Linked DNA regions of Muntiacus reevesi: region 2 is linked to region 1. A link is a contact called in public Hi-C data. All regions are on one chromosome and are shown on one strand. The core of a region is the stretch at or near the end of the contact, and the rest is flanking DNA. Distances in the headings are between cores, read along the strand shown. Region 1 holds the start of THOC1 (THO complex subunit 1). Region 2 holds the start of CLUL1 (clusterin like 1).

Region 1 (7,128 bases), core at 1,639-4,138:
AGACTAAGAAGTTCACTCCAGAAAAAAAGTCATGGTTAAATATCTATTTTAAGAATAAAAGCAAATGAAAAAATAATATTTACTAATCTGCCAGCAAAATTTTAACAATAAATAAAGGAAAAACATACTTACAATTTCTTCTTCTAGAACACCTCTAAAAGCCTGGTCAAGGGTACATTTTTTTTCATTTTCACTATTAAAAACAAAAAACACCTGCATTTTTAAAACAGCTCAGGGTAAGTATAAAGATTTCAATGAGCCCATGTCATGGATATTAATGCCTTACCTGCCAGGTAACTGGCTAAAGGTATTCAACAAGGGCTTGATATTTTTGTTGTTCAGGGCCTCTCTTGTAGATTTCTAGAAGAAAAAAATTAAGCACATAAGTTGAAGGATTTTTTGTTCCCTGAAAAACACACCACTCATTAATTGTATGTCTAACTAAAAAATGTTTCTGAGAAAAATTACCTGTCAGTCATTTCAGCAGTAATTCTCATTCAAATGCTACTTACTCATCACTTGAAGCTTGTCGAGAGCTTCTAAGCTCAGTTTTCTCATTCCAGGTTTTCCCTCCTACCTTTCATTTAAATATGCTGTTCATTCTGCTTTAAAAGTGGCCCCTTATTTACAGGCTTTGTTTCACAGCTTCCTCTAAAGGTCATTAATAATGTTATCCCACTCAATCTATCCAACCTTATTTCCCAGTAACCCCAAACACATACTGTCCACTAGGCTCTAGCCATTTTCCCATCATTTTCTATCAAGTTCACTCTAGTGTATCCATGCACATTGTTCTTCCCACATGCTCATGCAAATTCTATCCATTCTTCAAGACCCAACAAAAGTCCCACCTCCTCTAGGTAGCTTACACAGCACAGTCCCTGACATCAAGTAAACACTGATGTCTTAAAGTACTAAACCTGCTGACCATCACAAAGTAAACGTAAGTGGAAAGGAAAAATACTGCCAAGTCATTCACTCTGTGAAAATTCCCATACACTTGGAAAATCATCTTGTTACCTCACAGGAGTTAATTTATACTGGAAATGGACCATTCCTGGCTCTGTGAGTAGGCTGTGTAATCTTGGTGCATGCAAGTTCAGTGGTGTCTGACTTTTCGTGACCTCATGGACTGCACCCCTCCAGGCTCCTCTCTTCATGGGATTCTCCTGGCAAGAATACTGGAGCAGGTTGCCATTCCCTTCTCCAAGGGATCTTCCCCACCTGGGCAATGAACCCACGTCTCATTCGCCTCCTGCACTGGCAGGCGGATTCTTTGCCACTGCACCACCTGGGAAGTTCATAATCTAGAGCATACCCCTTTGTCTCTGATTCATTTTCCTCACTGGTTACATATATGGATTGTTGTAGATCCTTATTACCACCAGCAGCAGTGGCATTACCTGAGAACTTGTTAGATATGCAGACTCTCAGGCCCCATTCCTACTGAACCAGAATCTCATTTAACAAGATCTCCAGGTGATCCCAACCCATGCTCAATCTTAAGAAGCATTGGGGTGGATGATCTCCTATTAAACGGTCCCTTCCAGGACTGATATGACCTTGGATACACCTAACAGTTTCTCCTCGCAGAATTTCAGAAAATTAGGGACGAATACAGTCAAACGACTTAGAACAAGGTTCTTCATTTGGTGATGGGCAACATAAAAAGAATACTAAGTCTGAAGTCAGAAAAAACAGTGAAGCAAATCATTTAACTTTTATGCTTTCAAACTGTGGTACTGGAGAAGACTCCGGAGAGTCCCTTGGACTGCAAGGAGATCAAAGCAGTCAACCCTAAATATTCTTTGGAAGGACTGATGCTGAAGCTCCAAACTTTGGCCACCTGATGCGAAGAGCCGACTCACTGGAAAAGACCCTGATGCTGGGAAAGACTGAAGGCAGAAGAAGGGTGTGACAGAGGATGAGATGGTTGGGTGGCATCACCGACTCAACGGACATGAGTTTGAGCAATCTCCGGGACATGGTGAAGGGCAGGGAAGACTGGCATGCTGCAGTCCATGAGGTCGCAAAGGGTCGGACACGACTTAGCGACTGAACAACAACAAAGGCGGGGGCTGGGGGCCGGGCTGTCTCAGTTTCTATCTCATCCACTGCGGATAATTAAACACCCTACTTCACAGGGCTATTTTGAGTTAAATAAGCTAACACCAAAACGCTCTGTAATGTGTTTCCCCAAATGCTTACTGTTCCCCAAGGCGGAAGAATAAAATGACAGCTGACAACCCTTCCCAAGCTGATGTTTGCCTCGCCCCACTTAGGACCGTCCTCAACGATCTCTAAGGAGTGAGGTACAAAGGGTTAAAGGGTGATGAATAAGCGGCGAGAACCACCTGGCAGTTAGGAGGCGGGGCGGGAGCCGGTTCTCTGGACTACAACCATTCCCGCCTTCCCTCTAGAGCAGCCCCCTGCCAGTTCTGGAAACACCCGCTTGGCTAAGCCAGCACCGCAGAGAAGCAGGACCCAGAGGTAGTCTGCGGGTGAGCCCTCCACTCAGGGCGCAGGGTCCCGGGACCCGCCGGCGGAAAGGAGGAGGCGGACCGCAGAGGACTCGTGGAAGAGGCAGGTAAGGCGCTTTTATCGCCTCCTCAGCCCACGACGGGGCCGGGAACCCGTCGCCGCGGCGCAACGCCTCTCTCCCCGCTTTACCCCAGTGCAAAATTCGAGTAATTTCAGGGAGAGGAAAGCAACAAATAGCGTTGGGCCGGGGCCGCGCCCACCCGCCCGCAACTCACCGTAAACCGCGTCCGCGCTTCGGGCAAACTGAAGAGCGGCGGCGTCGGAGACATCTTCTTGGCTGCGCGTGCCCGCCACTTCGTCGCGGCGCCCGGCGATGACGTCAGGCCGGGAGCAACGAGAGAGCGCCGGCTCTGTGCGCGGCTAGAGCGGCTTGTGGGCGCAGGGGCGGGTCCCCTGGCGGATGGGAGCTTCCCCTGGTGACGGAGGTCGGACGGGGGTTGGGAGCCAGGGTGAGCCACTCAGCGCCCGATCCGGGTTCGTGGGTAACGACCCATGGGGTGACTGCAGACGCGCGGCCTCGACCTGTACACGCTGCGGGTTACAAGCCGGGACGCGCGGGCTCTTGGCGAGGGTTTTCCAGGTTTGGGAAGTCGGGTGAATGGCCGCTGGTTACGGCTCGATGAGCCGCGAGGGAAAGTAGTCGCCGTCTGAGAACCCAAGTCAGGTGGCTTCTCCGGGAGCTCCGGGCTGGGGAGGTGACGGCAGTGGCCGTCGGATCAAAGTCCTTCTTCCCGAAGGAGTGGTGCCAGCTCCGGATTCGCGCATCTGCCTTGCAGGTCACGGGCCCTGTAGCCCAGGTGCAGTTCCATCTTCTGAGAAATAAAAATAATACTTGTATCGCTGGGCTGTTGAGGAGCGTGAATGAAGTCATGAATGCAAGCGTGGCTTGTGTAGCAATGTAATGTGTGGGGATTCGTTCATTTTGCTGGCAGATAGAGGGCTCTGCTGAATGAGGAATATCGTAGAGGAACGCAGTACTCGGCGCTGATTGGATAGCCGGTGGCGCCAAATCCCGGGGTTAAGGCACCTGTTACAAGACCTAGTCTTCTGCCCGGTTTCCTCCCTCGTCTCCGCTCACTTGGCCAATGAGAAGCCAAGGGGCAGTCGTCTTTCCCTTGGAATTATGCGGTAGGGAAAGAAGCACTGACCCAAACACATCCTACCAGCGCTTACCACCTGCATGTGTTCCTAAATGAAAGCCTGGCGCGCTGTACCTGGCTCCCTTCGTGGATATCCACCTAGAGTAAGGACGCTAACAAAAATATAGCTTTGCGTAATCTTGTCCCTAAGTGGGAATTGTGAACAGTGATGGCTACCTGGAGCGTTGCAGGTTTTTTTTAGAATCAATAGAATCGTTTAGGTTTGATTGTACAACATACGTTGCCAAATTGCCCAGATCAACTGGTATTAACTGATTTAATAGGTAGCTGATGTAATCGGATTGTTATCATACTAGGGATGATTATTAACTATGTGGAGCACAGCTAAAGTAAATAAAATTTACGCAAGAGATACATAATATGTGTGTGTGTATATATATATATATATATATATATTTTTTTTTTTAACAAAAATCCAAACCGAAGAAGAGCTTGAGTTTGTTGATGCATCCATCAAAGTCTAGAATTTAAATTAGCCAAAGACTTAGAATTGTGGGTTTTTTTTTTTATCACACATTTGCTGTGCACCTGTGCTCTCTATAGGCAATGGACAGTATTTCTTGAATGAATAGTAACTATACGTTTGAATGACCAAAATAATATAGATTAATTGCTGTTTTGAGGAACTGGCAATAAGATAAGGAAATAGGCAATGCAATTTTAAAAGATACTCATCAAAAATCACTACCAGAGAAATGTTTTAGCATTTAGATCGTAAAAATGCCTTGTAATTCCCAAGCACTTAACGTGTAAGACATTTGATCCTCTAAATGATATTTTAAGGTGAGTAACACAGCTGTTGTGCTCATTTTACACATGAGGAAGCAAACTCAAAGAGATGGGGTTCCTGATAGAGGTAATTGGCCAAATGAGGCTATCCATGGGTTTTGATTAGGATTTTTGAGCTCTTTACACTGTTACAGTATCTGTAAGTAATAGTCAAGTTTTATTGAGTACCTTCTATGAGCCAGAAACTTTTCTTGTATTATCCCTCCTCCTTAGCATGACACTGTACATAACAGGCTTGTTTGTCCTGGGTCATATGTCTAGAGAAAGCTGTTTAGAATTTGAACCCCTAACTTTAATCCCAAAGCTTGCATTTTTCTTGAATCTTAACCCATAAATCTTTACAAAGCTATGGACCTGGTTAATGTCTCATAAATTATTCCTTATAATTAGAGAAGGGTAAGGATCATGAAGAGGAACTAAAAAGCCTCTTGATGAGAGTGAAAAAGTTGGCTTAAAGCTCAACATTCAGAAAAGTGAGATCATGACATCTGGTCCCATCACTTCATGGGAAATAGATGGGGAAATAGTGGAAACAGTGTCAGACTTTATTTTGGGGGCTCCAAAATCACTGCAGATGGTGATTGCAGCCATGAAATTAAAAGACACTTACTCCTTGGAAGAAAGGTTATGACCAACCTAGACAGCATATTAAAAAGCAGAGACATTACTTTGCCAACAAAGGTCCATCTAATCAAGGCTATGGTTTTTCCAATAGTCATGTGTAGATCTAAGATTTGGACTGTGAAGAAAGCTGAGCACCGAAGAACTGATGCTTTTGAACTGTGGTGTTGGAGAAGACTCTTCAGAGTCCCTTGGACTGCAAGGAGATCCAACCAGTCCATCCTAAAGGAGATCAGTCCTGGGTGTTCATTGGAAGGACTGATGTTGAAGTTGAAACTCCAAACTTTGGCCACCTGATGTGAAGAACTGACTCATTGGAAAAGACCCTGATTCTGGGAGGGGTTGGTGGCAGGAAGAGAAGGAGACGACAGAGGATGAGATGGCTGGATGGCATCACCGACTCGATGGACATGAGTTTGAGTAAACTCTGGGAGTTGGTGATGGACAGGGAGGCCTCATGCTGTGATTCATGGGGTCACAAAGAGTCGGACACGACTGAGCAACTGAGCTGAAGGATCATATTGTCATTCACAGTATAAGTTTTCTAAGTATGTAATAATACCATTCCAAAGACAGACATCCAATAATGCATAAACTCTTTAATTTAATTGGGCACCTCTTTTTCCTCTATATTAGTGCACAATTGTATAAACAGTACATAACTGTATAAAACTTCAAATAGCCAAAGCAGTCTTGAGAAAGGATAAAACTGAAAGTATCACTTCCTGATTAAAAAAAAAAATTACAAGCTACAATAATCAAAATAAGATGCTGCTGGCATAAGAACAGATGTGTAGACCAATGGAACAGAATAGAGAACCCCCAAATAAATATATGGTCATATATTTTATATTTATATATGGGCAATGTATGTTCAATAAAAGTGCTCAGAACACACAATGGGAATAGGATAGTCTCTTCAATAAATGATGTTGGGAGGACTTCTCTGGTGGTCCAGTGGTTAAGACTCCACACTTCCAATGCAGGAGACGCAGGTTTGATTCCTGGTTGGGAAACAGGATCCCTTTTGCCGCATGGTGTGGCCATTAAAAAAAAAATGGCGTTGGGAATACTGGACATCCATGTGCAGAGGAATGAAATCAAAGCTTTACCTCACACTATACATTTTTAACAGAGAAGGCAATGGCAACCCACTTCAGTACTCTTGCCTGGAAAATCCCATGGATGGAGGAGTCTGGTAGTCTGCAGTCCATGCGGCCACGAAGAGACAGACACAACTGAGTGACTTCACTTTCACTTTTCACTTCCATGCATTGGAGAAGGAAATGGCAACCCACTCCAGTGTTCATGCCTGGAGAATCCCAGGGATGGGGGAGCCTGGTGGGCTGCCGTCTATGGGGTCGCACAGAGTTGGACACGACTGAAGCGACTTAGCATCAGCAGCAACATACACTTTAAAAAACCAACTCAAGTTAAAATGGCAGAAGACATAAACAGGAAATTCATACAGAGGGGAAATATGAAAAGATGCTTAGCTTCCTGAGCAATTAGGAAAATGCATAAAACAATACTGTAATATTGTTTTCTCATCTATGAGATTGGCATGAGCTTAAAAGTTTAATTCATGTTGGGGAGGAGGTTGGGCACCTGTACTCAGCTGATGGAAATGGAATCTGTTGCAACCATTTTGGAAATGAATTGACATTTTAGTAAGGTTGAAGAAGTAATACCCTTTAATCCCAGAATTCTACTCTAGGTATAAACACAAAAGGATTTCTTATACGTGCATACAAAAAGATGTGTGCACGTATATTATTTTGGTACTGCTGGTAATGCCACAGAATTGGAAACATAAAGTGTCAATCAATGAATTGCTGAATAAATTTTAAAATACTCATTTGCTGAGATTTTAAGGCAGAGAAAATGAAAGAGCTAAATGTATTTGTTGCAGTGTGAATAAATCTCTTTTGTTGAAGCGATCATGTTTTACTTATTGAACCCGGGTCTCCTTCACTGTTCAGTTCAGTTGCTCAGTCGTGTCTGACTCTTTGTGACT
Region 2 (7,128 bases), core at 1,876-4,375, 280 kb after region 1:
GAGCCCCCCAAAATAAAGTCTGACACTGTTTCCACTGTTTCCCCATCTATTTGCCATGAAGTGATGGGACCGGATGCCATGATCTTAGTTTTCTGAATGTTAAGCTTTAAGCCAGCTTTTTCACTCTCCTCTTTCACTTTCATCAAGAGGCTTTTTAGTTCCTCTTCACTTTCTGCCATAAGGGTGGTGTCAACTGCATATCTGAGGTTATTCAGTTCAGTTCAGTTTAGTCACTCAGTCGTGTCCGACTCTTTGCAACCCCATGAATCGCAGCACGCCAGACCTCCCTGTCCATCACCAACTCCCAGATAGATTTGCTCAAAAGTTACGTGAGGCTTCTTAACATAACAATAGTTCAGATTTTGCTTTGAACTGATCTGTTTTCTAGCAGAGTTAAGAGGTTTTCAACTAAAACAGAGAATTGCCAAATAGTCAAGACAGCTAAGGGCTTCCCAGGTGGTGCTAGTGGTAAAGAAGTGGTATCCTGCCTGTCAGTGCAGGATACATGGGTTCAATCCCTGGGTCGGGAAGATCCTCTGGAGGAGGAAATGGCAACCCACTCCAGTATTCTTGCCTGGAGAATCCCCATGGACAGAGGAGCCTGGCAGGCTACAGTCCCCAGGGTCACAAAGAGTTGGACATGATTGAAGTGACCTAGCACACACGCAAGACAGCTAAATGAGATGTGGACAAGACTTCTGGTGTGTCTTGTAACTCCCCATCCCCCTGTCCAGGCAGAGCAGAGATAAACTCCAGACTGTAGGTTGCTCAGACACAAGGATCAACTTCTAAGGGCCCCAAAAGGCAGGTGAATCAGTTTAGAACAGTCAGTGTGGCCTGCTGCAAAGTACTGAGCATCAATTAGGAGTGATCAGTAAGTCCAAGCTATAAGCATCAATAAGTTGAATACCTCCACACTTGGGAAAGGGACCCCAAGACAATCTTGAGATTTCAGCAGCCAGGGGTCCAGACTATAGTAGCTGCTGTGGTGACTCTCTAATTGTTTTTAGAAGAATCATTTGCTGAAAATTTAGTTCAGCTAATCAGTTAGTATATTGTAGTGAAATGCTCACCTATTACACTCTTTATATGCTAGATGTTATCATTTCATCTAGTTAAAATGTTTGCATGTGTTTTTTAAAATGCCAAACAACTATGTAAATAATCTTCAGAATGTTTTTTAAATTAATTTTTATTGGAGTATAGTTGTTTTACAATGTTGTGTTAGTTTCTGCTATACAACAAAGAGGATCAGTTACATGTATATATACCCACTCTTTTTTAGATTCTATTCCCATATAGGTCATCACAGAATAAGGAGTAGAGTTCCCTGTGCAATACAGTAGGTCCTTATTAGTTATCTCAAAACGTTTTATCTAAGCATTTTCTTACTTTTTTTCACATTATTCCTTACACTTCCAAAAAGGAAATTTGTCTGACCTATATATGAAGGGGTGTGTGTGCGCGCGCACACGCACACACACACACGTGCTCAGTCATGTCTGACTCTTTGAAACATCAAGGCCTGTAGCCTACCAGGCTCCACTGTCCGTGGAACTTTTCAGGCAAGAATACTGGAATGGGTAGCCATTTCCTCCTCCAGGGGACTTCCTCAACCCAAGAATGGAACCAGCGTCTTCTGCATTGGCAGGCGGATTCTTTACCTCTGAACCACCTGGGAAGCCCGTGTAAGACGATATACAGAAAAAATTTCCAATTAAAAAAAATATTTCTAAGGCTTTAATGAGTCTTATCAAACATATCTGTGTGTGTTTGTTTTGGCAACACACATACAAACACTGGAACAACACAGAGGCATGGCCCCTGTACAAGGATGACACCCAAAGGCATGAAGAATTCCATATTAAAAAAAAATGTGTAAAGTAGCTCAAGGTCACTGTTCCTGATCATGTAGACAGCCCGCCCTCTAGTGTTTCTTTTGAGACCCTACCACATTCTAAACCATACTGTTAATCTCACAATGCTAGGTTAATAGGATTAAGAGCTGTGTCATCAAATTAATAGAACAAGTTTAAATCCCTGACACAGACAAACATTAAATCAGAGGAAAGTGAAGGTCCTTGCAGAAGCTGGTGGCAACCTCATTGGGGAGAGCCTGCAAAGTTAGTGGTAAATATGTTAAAATTTTATTTGGTAAACAGGATCTTGATCCCCGGGAGAAGGGAATGACTCCTGACTCCAGTATTCTTGCCTGGAGAATCCCTTGGGCGGAGGAACCTGGCCGGCTACAGTCCATGGGGTCACAAAGAGTCGTACACAAATGAGTGACCAACCCTAAACTGAAAGGGTCTTAACAGAAAGAGAAGAATTAGCTCAATTGATAATTCTAGATGTAAAATGTGATAGCTTTGTAACTATTAGTATTTTAAAAAGACATTCCAAATGTGGATTAAATAATATAGGGTTGTTTTTTATTCCAAAATAACAAATATATATAAATATAAATATAAATATAAATATCCTTTTTGGGAGGAGTTAAGATAATCTATAAGATATAACTGTGAAAGCATATGTTTTTATTAGGAATGTTTACAACTAATTATATAAAAAGAAATTTATTATCTGACAAGAAAAAAATTTGTGTATGATTCATTTATCTGATGGGTTTTATAAGATGTATGAGAAAAATCTGAGGGGTTCTTGCTTTCATTAAAAAAAAAAGTAGTAAACTGTCTAGGTTAAAAATTACTTATGGCCTCAGAATTTTGGGGAAAAAACAATCCCCTCTGACGTAGCTAATTCTGTGTTTGGGGCTGTTTATTGTTGACAAGGAAATAAAATGAAGTCTGGATTCTATGGATTCTATGGGGCCAGGATCCGTACTTTTGGTTGCCTTAAATTTCAAATGCTTCAGATGAAGACCTTATTTAACTGCCATGAAGAATGCAAACAAAAGAGGGACTTGGGTTTTCTTTTTCAAAGAATTTATTTAGATTTCAAGTTTCCTTATGTCTCAACCATATCAGCATACATTGTCTAAAGTCATAAAGAAAAATCGACAGAAAAATGCTTTGGATCACCATGTGTTTTCAATTGATGCCCACAGAACTAAACCGAAGGCATTCGATACAGGTTTATTCTTCCTTTGCAGTCACAGCGGAGACATGAAGCTGCCTCTCTTGGCGTTGATCGTGTATCTGCTGTGGCTGAAAGAGTGTCACTGTGCACCTACCTGGAAGGACAAGACTTCTATCCATGAAGACCCGAAGGGTAACGTTTGGTTTCTTTATCTGCACTGTGTCCCGTTTGCCTGTTTCCATGTCCTGCTGGCACTCACTGTGATTTACAGTTGAGAGATAACCGTATTCAGAACGCCCTCTAGTTTCACAGGGAGACGTTCTCCAGGCTCTTAAGCCAAGTAGACAAGACGCCAAACATCTGGGTAAAAATAGAAAATTCCAATTGTGTCTCTGAGAACGGTTCACAGTTCCAGATGTTCGCCATCACAGAGATAAAACTTGCCAACGTCTTAGGCTGCACGACTTGGGTTCATCCAGATGTTTGGTGTCCTCTGAGCACGGTTTTAACGAACAGTGAAATTCTTTGCTAGCATTTGAAACATTTAAACAATTAAAGTCATCCGTGCAGTTATTCGTGAGACCGTGAAAGGATGGGTTAGAGCGACATCTAATCTGGTTGGTCTGTGCTCATTAACTTGGAGCCTTTGTTTGACTAGATATGCTTTGGGTGTCTATCTTAGAAAAATAAATTAGTTTAAATGTTCCTTTTGGGGATCTGTAAATAAATTTGGAGGCCAGGTTAAGCTCCTTTGGCAGCCACGTTGGCTATTGCGAAAAGAGTATGACAAACGATGAATTTCATGCTCACTAAAGGCTTACTAAAGGGGTTTTAGAGACATCCAGGAGGTTATTAAAGAATCTTGCATTATACCAGATACTTTCTAGGTTTGATGCCTCCTGGGAAGGTAATTGAAGCTGAAAGAAAAGGAAATTGTTCTCTCTGTTTGAGGTTCCCAGTTGGGCATTTAATATAAATTATCTGTGAAGAAAATTCAATGTTTTCTTCTAATACAAACACACTTGAGTTTTAAGGAAAAGAAAAAAAAATTGGATAAATGAAAACAGGCTCTGAGGAGAACGATAAGATGGGGTTAAATGAACTCTGACTTGGCTGGAAGCTCAGAAGTGAAGAACAGAAGGTACTTCCCTTGGGGTGGGGTGGGGGGCGGGTAGCCCCCTCCACGTGGTAGCTGATAGCCTGGTGATGTGCTTTTGGAGTCTGATGCAATAAAAAACAATTAAGCCTCTATTGGGGGGACATGAAAAACTGGTAAAGTCATTGTATTCTTTCTGTTATTATTATTACAAAACTTTAAGCTTTTTCTTTTGTATTGGGGTATAACTGATTAACAACGCTGTGGTCGTTTCAGGTGAAGAGCAAAGGGACTCAGCCATTCATACACATGTACCCATTCTCCCCCTAAACCCCCCACTCATCCAGGCTGTCACCCAATATTGAGCAGAGTTCCATGTGTTGTATAGTAGGTCCTTGTTGGTTATCCATTTTAAATATAGCAGTGTGTACCTGACCTTCCCAAACTCCCTGCAACCATGAATTCGTTTTCTAAGCCTCTTTCTGTTTTATAAGTTCACTTGTATCATTTCTCTTTGGATTCCCCATGTAAGGGATATCCACATGATATTTCTCCTCTGTCTGATTTCCCTCACTCAGTGTGACACTCTGTAGGTCCATCCATGTAGCTGCAAATGGCATTATTTCATTCTTTTTAATGGCTGGAACTCACTGTATTGTGATACACTATAATCTGATCAGATCTTAAAGGGAAAAACTACAACATAATCTTCTAGGTTTTTCCAAGGCTGGGGAGATAGATGTAGATGAAGAGGTGAAGAAGGCTTTGATTGGCATGAAGCAGATGAAAATCCTGATGGAAAGAAGAGAGGAGGAACATAGCAAGCTAATGAGAACCCTGAAGAAATGCAGAGAAGAAAAGCAGGTACAGTCATTGAAAATCATACCTGTCCTGGGACATCCGCTGGTAAAGATGTCTCACTCCCAACACCGGGGGCCACGGGTTTGATTCCTGGTTAGGGAACTAAGATCCTGCATGCTGAACGGTGCAGCCTAAAAAACAAAAACAAAACCTGTTCAGAGATATGTCTGGACCATAAATAGTGCACATCTGAATGCAGTGGAGAAATTATTTATTTACCCTTATCATAGTTTTTCTGGAAATCCACCCTATTGGAGGAATACTTTAAAGGAACTTTCAAATTTCTTCAAAGAACATATTCCTTGTAGATTAGGACTTTGATTTTAGTGTATGTGTTGCCAAAGCGAGCACAGATTAGGCCTTTGAAAGACTCCAAATTCAGGATTCAACGCTGTTTGGGAAATGCTACTTTCTTAAAAGTGCTTAATGGTGCCTTTTGAGTTGGAAAGTCAAATCAAAAATGTTTGAAAGTTTTTGGCCAGATCAGTGGCCTACAAAAGTTTTTTTCTTTTCCATTCTTATTACTGTAATTATTGTTAGCATCCACTCCTGAATATATGCATTTTCATTTATTTATAAATTAGATACATAAATTGCTACCATTATTATCTCAAGGCACAGAATACACTTCAGGTTTGTCTTTAGCTTGGGTGGATGGATATAAATCCATATTTCAAATAATTTTCTACATATTTTGAAAAAATTTTTGCTTATTGCCAAATCTGTTTAGACCATCATTTTACTGACACAAGGCCAACAAAGTAAATGAAAAAGTGTTAGCCCTGCCATTATTTCTTACCTACCTGAGCAGAAGTTATTCATACTTTTTAATCTGCTGGTTATTTTCTTTTCAAGAATCTTTTAAATTCTCCTGCCCTTTCAGTGAGGACTAGTTTAGTTTAAAGTAGTTAAAATCCATCATTTGCCTGTGCTCAGTCATTGGGTCGCATCTGACTCTTTACAGCCCTGTGGACTGGAGCCCACTAGGCTCTTCTATCCATGGAATTTTCCAGGCAAGAATACTGGAGTGGGTTGCCATTTTCTACTCCAGGGGATCTTCCAGACCCAGGGTTCGAACCCACATCTGTTATAGTATCTCCTGTATGGGCAGACAGATTTTTATCTTTAGCACCACCTGGGAAGCCCTCATTTACCTGAATCCTCTTAAATGGCAATTCACTGCAACTGGGTCCAAGTCAACAGAGGCAACCAGTGTCCATGCTTCTGGAATATACAGGGTCCCTCTTCCCCAGGGTCCTCACAAACAGCTGGCCACATGCAATGGCCTGACATGAGCACCAGTGCCTGTGAAATAGTATATTAGCCTCATCAATTTAATTCATGTACCTTTACTTAATAGTTTCTGTCTAAACTATATATCTTATCAATGGAGAATATACATTATATTCAGACAACCATGGGCCATATTAAAAACTGTTCATGTGTTACAATATAAAGCTCAATACATTTTTAAACTATAGACATTGCATGGCTCATAGTTTAATGGTAATAACCATTAACATCACACTCAGAATAGTTAAAATTTTTAAAAATTTATTTCCAACATGCCCTTAAATCAAAGAGGATGGCAAAACTATAACAAAAATAATCTGCAAAGTATTTTAAATTTTAAAATTGGGAGTGTGTACTGTGCTTAGACGCTCAGTTGTGTCCGACTTTTTGCGATCCCATGGACTGCAGCCTGCCAGGCTCCTCTGTCCATGGGGATTATCCAGGTAAGAATACTGGAATGGGTTGCCATGCCCTACTCCAGGAGGGATCCCTCCCAACCCAGATCTTCCACATTTTTAAACTTCATTTTCATGAAAAAATGTTTAATTGTGGTAAAATATATATCACAAAATTTGCCATCTTAACCACTTTTAGGAGTACAGCTCAATAGTATTAAGTACATTTGCATTGTTGGGCAACCAAGCTCCAGAATTCTTACCATTTTGCAAAACCGAAACTCTTTTTGTTTTGTTAGTCACGAAGTTATGTTGACTCTTCGAGACCCCCTGCACTGTTGCCCTCCAGGCTTTTCTGTCCTTGGGATTTCCCAGGCCAGAATCCTGGAGTATGTGGCTGTTTCCTTCTCCAGGGCATATTCCAAACCCAGGGATTGAACTTGT

What was found. A called contact is a pair of places that touch in the nucleus more often than the background predicts.
Region 2: a Hi-C map of muscle shows a contact between it and region 1, with 5 times the contacts expected there. The contact joins the promoter of CLUL1 here to the promoter of THOC1 in region 1. A contact is called at or near these places in 2 of 3 Hi-C or Micro-C datasets (blood and muscle).

The regions. Positions count from the first base shown.
Region 1 is chr4:33,629,775-33,636,902 of mMunRee1.1, forward strand. It overlaps THOC1 (THO complex subunit 1), which reads right to left and starts at 2,889. Exons shown (of 21, transcript XM_065932496.1): 1 at 2,757-2,889; 2 at 287-360; 3 at 133-193. The coding sequence starts at 2,810. It overlaps LOC136166365 (a long non-coding RNA gene), which reads left to right and starts at 2,393. Exons shown (of 6, transcript XR_010662894.1): 1 at 2,393-2,587.
Region 2 is chr4:33,912,709-33,919,836 of mMunRee1.1, forward strand. CLUL1 (clusterin like 1) reads left to right here and starts at 3,126. Exons shown (of 7, transcript XM_065932236.1): 1 at 3,126-3,231; 2 at 4,851-4,999. The coding sequence starts at 3,126. It also overlaps the pseudogene LOC136168063.